Linked DNA regions of Mus musculus: region 2 is linked to region 1. The links are chromatin contacts, called in public Micro-C maps. All regions are on one chromosome and are shown on one strand. The core of a region is the stretch at or near the end of the contact, and the rest is flanking DNA. Distances in the headings are between cores, read along the strand shown.

Evidence for each region. Hi-C and Micro-C count contacts between places; a contact is called where the count stands out from the background.
Region 2: a Micro-C map of embryonic stem cells shows a contact between it and region 1, with 2.1 times the contacts expected there. The contact joins the promoter of Lingo1 here to the enhancer-like site in region 1. A contact is called at or near these places in 2 of 484 Hi-C or Micro-C datasets (both in embryonic stem cells), 3 of 115 datasets of contacts at active chromatin or transcription factors (embryonic midbrain, embryonic stem cells and forebrain) and 3 of 9 other capture datasets (adipose tissue, liver and pancreatic islet).

The regions. Positions count from the first base shown.
Region 1 is chr9:56,532,172-56,535,592 of GRCm38.p6, reverse strand. No RefSeq gene overlaps it. Among named protein-coding and RNA genes, the nearest start is that of Gm31529, 46 kb to the left of the region's middle. Within about 2 kb of position 1,547, at least 67 of the 459 cell types and tissues checked have an H3K27ac peak or open chromatin away from gene starts, as enhancers often do. A contact at or near this core is called in adipose tissue, embryonic stem cells and liver, where this site is marked.
Region 2 is chr9:56,633,970-56,637,488 of GRCm38.p6, reverse strand. Lingo1 (leucine rich repeat and Ig domain containing 1) reads left to right here and starts at 1,841. Exons shown (of 2, transcript NM_001311076.1): 1 at 1,841-2,414. The coding sequence starts at 2,409.

The DNA.
Region 1 (3,421 bases), core at 298-2,797:
TGGAGCGCAGTGAGCTCTGAGAGAGGAGGCACGCCAGGGGCTGCAGGAAGCTTTCAAGGTCATTTAGCTGCAGCCTGACCTTGAAGCCAGTAGCTGGCACGGAACAGCCCAGGGGCTGCTGGGATGGGGACCACAAGAGCGTCTTTGCCTTTCCTTTTCGGCTTGTCAAGGAAGCCCTGGGGGCCTAAGCTGAGGAAAAGCATTAAAAAAAAAAAAAAAAAATCTGGAGGAGGTGTTAAGCTACTTAAAGAGGCAGACTAGGGAACAAGGGGACAAATCTTGCTGGGGACAGTGACAGAAACACCCCCCACCCCCTCCCCATTTATTTGTCATTGGCCAGAAAGAAAGAAAGAAAGAAAGAAAGAAAGAAAGAAAGAAAGAAAGAAAGAAAGAAAGGAAGGAAGAAAGAAAGGAAGGAAGGAAGGAAGAAAGCAAGCCGTTAAACTGTGGGTGTGGACTGACTGGGAAGATTGATAAATTAAGGCCCCTCCCACCATTCACAAAGCCGGTCATGTGAGGACCTGTTATTTCCTTTGTCCTGTAGATGGTTAAAAATCTGGGCAGTCCCTATGAAGACCCGTGATTGGGTGGGTCTTGCAATGTGGGGCCACCAGCCAGACCACCCACACCCAGCTTTTCCTAGAGAGCACAGACACTCAATACCCCTGTTGGCTGCTGCTCCCTACGTCTCTCCAGAGAAGTCAGGATTCTGGCCCCTCTCAGCCGCAGTTTGGGCAAGTGGATGGCATAGCTCCCCCTGTCGGTCAGATCAAGGGTGTTAGGAGCCCATTTCACAGATGAAGATGGAGAACTGGCATGGCTTTCTAGCGGCGGCTCTATTGGCCAGCAGTGGACTTCAAAGCCAAGGTTGATTCCCAGCTGAGTGCAACCGAGCTGGCTTGTGGAGGAGCCTGGGGGCCTCTCATCACTGGGTCAGGTGCTTCTGGGCTAAAGGAGCGCAGGCAGAACAGGCCAGAGTGGAGAAAGGCCACGCCCCTTTCTGCTCACTCTTCCTACTTCAGTCCAGAGAGAAATCCTGGAAAACTTGAGGCCCAGGGTCTCCGAAGTCTACCCCAGCTCAGGGAAGCCCAGAGGAACAAGGGACTTGAGGTACATTGTTAGTCTTGAGTGGGAACCAGGTACCTTGGCCCAGTTTTGTCACTACCACTGGCTAGGAAGGGCCTGGCACAATTAACTGCAGTCTCTGTCTCAGTTTCTCCATCTGTGCAATTCGACATGAAGAGTCCAGACTAGAAGGTTGCTGGCACCCTGGCCACCTGGCTACCCTAGGACAGTGCACTCCAACAGTAGCTGGTGCATTGAGGCAGACCCACAGGAAGTCAAGGGAGGCGCTGTGGCTCCCGGCCTTAAGTTGCAGGGCCCACACAGGCCAGTTCGCACAGTGCCCACAGAAACAAGGCAGAAAGTAAACCGAAAGCCACATCCCCAAGACCTAGAGGCCCTGGGTCCATCATAGAGCTGTTCTGGGAAGGCAGCCCGTCTAGGCTGGCCCTGGGCCCTGAGGGACAGCCATCTGCTTCCTGCCTCTGTCTTCCCACTCAGACCAGAGGACGTGTTCTGTTTCCTACAAAGAAAACACCAGCGGGCACAGCATCGGGAGCCCGTTTGCAGGCTTGCCCTTCCCCATTGTCCTCACTGCTCTCCCCCAGCAAATACTAGGCAGCTGCTGTTTTTTTATGGTCTTTCTATTTATTCATTTGAAACAAACTTTATTATAGTAAGCACTTTCAAAGTAGCGACAGGGTGTATCTTTGTTAGTTCAAGGCCAGCCTAGTTGATATAGCAACTGAGTTCCATGCCACAGGTAGGGTTACATAGTGAGATCCTATCTAAAAAAACAAGACAACAAAAATTTTGATGTTTCTTCCCTTCCCTTCCCTTCCCTTCCCTTCCCTCCCCTCCCCTCCCCTCCCCTCCCCTCCCCTCCCCTCCCCTCCCCTCCCCCCACTTTCCTCTTCTTCTTTCTTCTTCTTCCTCCTCCTCCTCCTCCTCCTCCTCCTCCTCCTCCTCCTCCTCCTTCTCTTCTTTTTCAAAACATGGTTTTCCTGTGTAACAGCCCTGGCCATCCTAGAACTTGCTCTATAGACCAGGCTGGCCTTGAACTCATAGGAATAGACCCTCCTACCTCTCTGTCTTCCAAGTGCTGGGATTAAAGGTGTGTGCCACTATCATCTGCTGTATATAAAACTTATTCTTATTTTATGTTCATCGGTGTTTGGCTGCTTGTGTGTCTGTGTGAGGTGTCAGAAGCTCTGGAGCTGGAGTTACAGCAGGTGTGAGCTGCCACGCGGGTGCTGGGAACTGAGCCTAGAAGAGGATCCTGTGCTCTCAAGCACTCAGCCATCCTTCCAGCTCCTTGGTGGGTTTTTTTGTTTGTTTGTCTAGTTGGTTTGTTTTGTTTTTTATATTTTACTTTTTGAATGTGTGTGTGTTCTATGCACATGCACATGTAGAGTTTGAAGGACAACTTGGGGGAGTTCTCTCCTTCTACCACCTGTTCCCAGGGTTCTAATTCAGGTCATCAGACTTGGGGACAAGTTCCTTTACCCACTGAGACTTCTCACTGGCCCAGTCTTTCTTAGTCTAAGGTCTCCCCCAAGTGAAGAGCTCCATCCTTTATCTCTGGCTTTATCTGCCTTTATTCACCTCCATGTGTGTCTCTCTGTAGCTAAGGTGACTGGAAGCATTTTCCAGGTCAGCCACTCAAAAGCAGAATCTGTGGGCAGTCACAGGGTTCAGAACCCAGGCCTGGAGCGGGAAGGCTGGCCTGGTAAGCACAGGCCAGAGGCAGAGGGTAGCTCTGTGGCCAGGCTCCTCTCTCCATCTCTCTATGCACACCTGTCCAGATGAATAGATTCATATGAAGGATCATGTTGAACTCCCCCATCAACAGGGCTGTCTGGGTTGAGAGTCAGGGGAAAGCAATGTTAAATGGAGAAGACAGGGCAGGGCCCGGCCAACAACTAGGTTCTGCTGAGCAATCAAGAATCGAGCTGATTTGCTGTGTGATTATCGGCAAGATGTGCCATCTTTGGACTTGAGCATATCTGTGAAATGGTTGATCCTCCTTGGGCTTCAGACTTCTGTCAGACAACCTCTGTGGTCTCAGGGTTTCCCTAATATTGCCTACCCCCCTCTTCCTCCCAAGCGCCTAAAGTACTGTTTGGTTCAGAAGGCCTGTGTGGCAAGGCTGTTTACCCAGCTCCTCACACAGGCCTTCTTGTTCTAGCCTCAGCCCAAGCTGCCTCTCCAGTCCACAAGGCCCCAGGAAGCAGGTTCCAGCTGCCACAGGACTCAGAATCTACAGCTCTTCTCCCTGTGGAGCAAGCTAAAGCCTTAATCCCTTTACACAAAGCCCATAGAATCCATCCTCCCTCTCTAAGGGGAGGAGGTGAGGTGC
Region 2 (3,519 bases), core at 592-3,091, 100 kb before region 1:
CTGCGCTAGGCTCTGGAAGGGAGGAGACTCGTGTGGCCGCCCCACCTCCCCTCCTACCAGTAAGTCCCTCTGCCAAGCCTGCCTCCCACTGGTTTACTCAGCCCTGGAAAGCCATTCAAATTCCCTTTCCACGGTTTACAAGCTGTGTGACCGTGGCCAAGTCACGTAACCTTTCCGAGCCTGGGGTTCCTGCTCTTTATTTTCAGGGGAGTAGTAGTGCCTCTTCCTGAGGTTGTTGGAAGAAGAATGTAAGATGCAAGGAGCATCACTGACACCTGCAGGGAAAGGGCTCTAGGTAGGCCTGAGATATGGACATAGACAGAAGGCAGGAATGTCCCAAGCAGTGGTGTGCCAGTGAGGCTGAGAGGTATCCAAGATCGGTTTCGCTGGAACAGGTTTGTGCAACTCTTTGGACTATGTGTGTAAGGCTGGTCTGTGGAAATCAAGACAGTGCTGGGGGTGGGAACTTGAAGCTGGCCTCTCCAAGCCAGCCAGGTATCTCCGAAATGTCAGTCTGGTTCCTTGGAAGGAGAACGAGGTACTGGGAACGGGATCCTTGCCCACCCCAGAAAGACAGGCCTTGCGCTGGTCTCTTCCTGCCCTGCTCAGCTTCCTTCTTTGCCTGCCTACAAACTATCGGGAGTGCTGAGGTGCTAATGGGGAGAAGGGAACTCTGCCTTGTGGTGTCTTCATTGATGGTTATTCTAATCAATCTGGCATGGTTTTAAGGGGCATCTGGCTTCAAGCAGATGGAAAGAGGTGCAGTAGATAGATGAGGTCCCAACGGGTTGCCTGCCTACACCGCAGCCCTTGCCAGGCCACCCTGCCAGGCTAGTCTCTGATCTGTGGCCCAAGAAGAGTTTGGGTCTCTATGTAAAGGTCTTGTTCTGTGGAGCCATCTGAAGATGTGGTACCCACCAAACTCAGTATTTATTTTAGGGAGTTAGATGGTAAATAGCTAAGCCCAGACCGAGGATCTATACTGCCCTCTGCTGGTCACTTGGTAGAGTGCCACCGTCCGGAGCCTGGCAGATAGGCCTGCTGCCCTCTGCTGGACAGGAAACCCGACGGGGAGGGGACTGGGATGCTAAAGCAGATTCTAGACCTGGCCTCCCGGTAGACCCACTTAGCCAGCTCGGCTTCCACATCCCCTTCCTGTGCTTCCCGGCGGCCGGCCTCACCCTAAGATCCCTAGGAAGCAATGGTGGTGGTGGTGTGGTGTGGTGTGGTGTATGTGTGTGTGTGTGTGTGTGTGTGTGGTGGGGGGTGTCCTGGACATTTCGAGAGGAGGGGTCAAGACCTGACCCTCCTCAAGCTGTCCTCTAAACAACCGTGATCAGGTTGGGGGGTGTGGGGGCTGTCTGTCCACGTGCGTGTGTCGGTCCACACGGCAGTGTGCAGTGACCCCAGTTAACACGTGTGAACACACGCGCTCACATGCACACGCATGTGGCCAGAGACAATCAAACGCGAATGGGTGCACGCACTCTGGGAAGACCGCGGGCTGGGCTGGCTTAAGACTTGCTGGAGCCTGGGACCCAGAGGGGCGCTGCGTGGTGCAGGGCGGGAGCGCGGGGGCGCCGGCCCGGGAGCGTTCTTCGTCTGCGCCCCGCTGCCACTCTCGCTGCGCCCTGGGCGCTGGGCAGCTGCTGGGGCGCTCCTCCATCTTCGTCCGGTTCTCTGAAAGAAGGACCCCCACCCAGGTTTTGCGGCCGCGCCTTCTCTCTCCTCCCCCGCCCGGCTCCAGAGCTCGCTCACTAGCTCCCTCCCTCCCTCCCTCTGTCCCTCCTCCCTCCCTGGCTCGCTGCTCGCTCCTCTCGCTCCCTCCCCACGCCGCGGCAGAGCGCGGAGCCCGAGCGGGAGCCGGCGCGGGAGCCGGAGCGGGCGGCAGCTCAGGAGGCGGCCGGACCTGGACCCGTCCCGGTCCCGGAGCGCGCGGAGTCCCCACCCGCGCCGCTCGGGCCCCTCTCCCGACGCGGGGCTCAGAGCAGCATGCGCGGCAGCTGCCCACCGGTCCCAGCCCTGGCCCCGGCCCCGCTGCAGAGAACGCCCGGCCTCGACCCCGGCCCCAGCGGTAGAGGCGGTGGCGGCCGCTCCCGGCCGGCCCAAGGGACAGAGCCAGGCTCCGGGAGCCCGCAACACTCGTCCTGAGAGCCCCGGCTCCTCAGCCCGCTACGGCCAGGGCCTCGGCCTCCGCCCCCGACTCCCGAGCTCCTGCCCTAGAGTCGACTGGGCTCCCGCCCGCGTGGGACAGACAGACGGACAGCCAGCCCTGCGAGGGCGCGCGGACCGGGCGGAGGTGTTGTAGGAGGAGACCGAGGAGGGGGGCTGGGCTGGGGCTGGGGCCGCGCCGGCAAGAGAGACATGCGATTGGTGACCAAGCCGAGCGGACGGACAGCGCGCCCGAGATGCAGGTGAGCCCCTCCGTCTTGGCCGAGCCCGAGTCGGCAGCCCTGCGGCGAGCTGGGAGCTGGAAGCTGCTGTCGGCCCAGGCTTCACCCTCATGGGGCTATGTAGGGCACCTTGTACCGCCCAGACCCCCTTTGGGGTCGCAGGCCTGACCCTCAAGTTTCAAATGATTTTCCCATTTCCGTTCCGCTGGTCCTAACAGATCCCTGGTTGGCAAGCTGGGACCCGTGGTCAAGGAGAGATCCCTACCATTCCTTTCCATTCCTGCCCTGGTGCCCCCTAAATCATCCTCCCATTCTGGGCAGTGGTCACCCAAGAGGATATGTTCTCTCAGCTCTGGGTGAGTCCCTTTCGGTGGACCAGAGACCACTCCCCAGCCCTGGCTAATACCCTTAAGCTTGAGGACACAGCTAGCAAACAGTTTCTCCCCAGGCTCTAGGATTGCCCCTCTCTCCACAGGAACCTTGTCAGCCTCTTTCTGGCTCCTTTCTCGCTCCGCCTGGATGAAAGGGAGGTGGAGGGCGGAAGAAAAGGGAGGGGGGAGTCCAGTTGAGGAAGACCCAGGAACCTTCGGGGCTCCCCTTTGTCTTCGTTCAGCCGGGCTTCTCACCTCCTCCTGCCCCACTTTTCATTCCTAGGGAAATGGGTGGGAAGTGGGAGCCTGCTGAGAAGGGGGGAGGTGAGGAAGGAGCCTCCTGTGTGTGTCCCCCCAAACGCACCCTATTCGGGTGGGTTTTGGGCTTCCTGCCCTCTAAGACACCCAGATGTTTCTTTCTGGGCGGGTCCCACTTTGAGAAGGGGAGGGGCCAGGCAGGTAGGCAGTCCCCTGGGTCTCTTATTGCTGGGGTCCCTGACCAGCCCCTGACCAGCTCTTGTTGTGGCGGCACCTCCCCTTTGTTCTCAAATGCCCTGTGGTGGGTGGTGTGGCGACTGGGGCACATGGAAGATGGGAACAGCTATGCCCTGGTGGGTGGGAGTGCAAGAGGCCTGCGGTGGGGGCAAGACCATCTGGGCCAGCCCCTTTCTGCCAGCCCAGCCTTTCCTCAGTCTTTGGCTGGGCTTGGACAGCCAGAGGGCGCCCAGCTCTCCTGGTTCCGGGCTCTGGGCTCA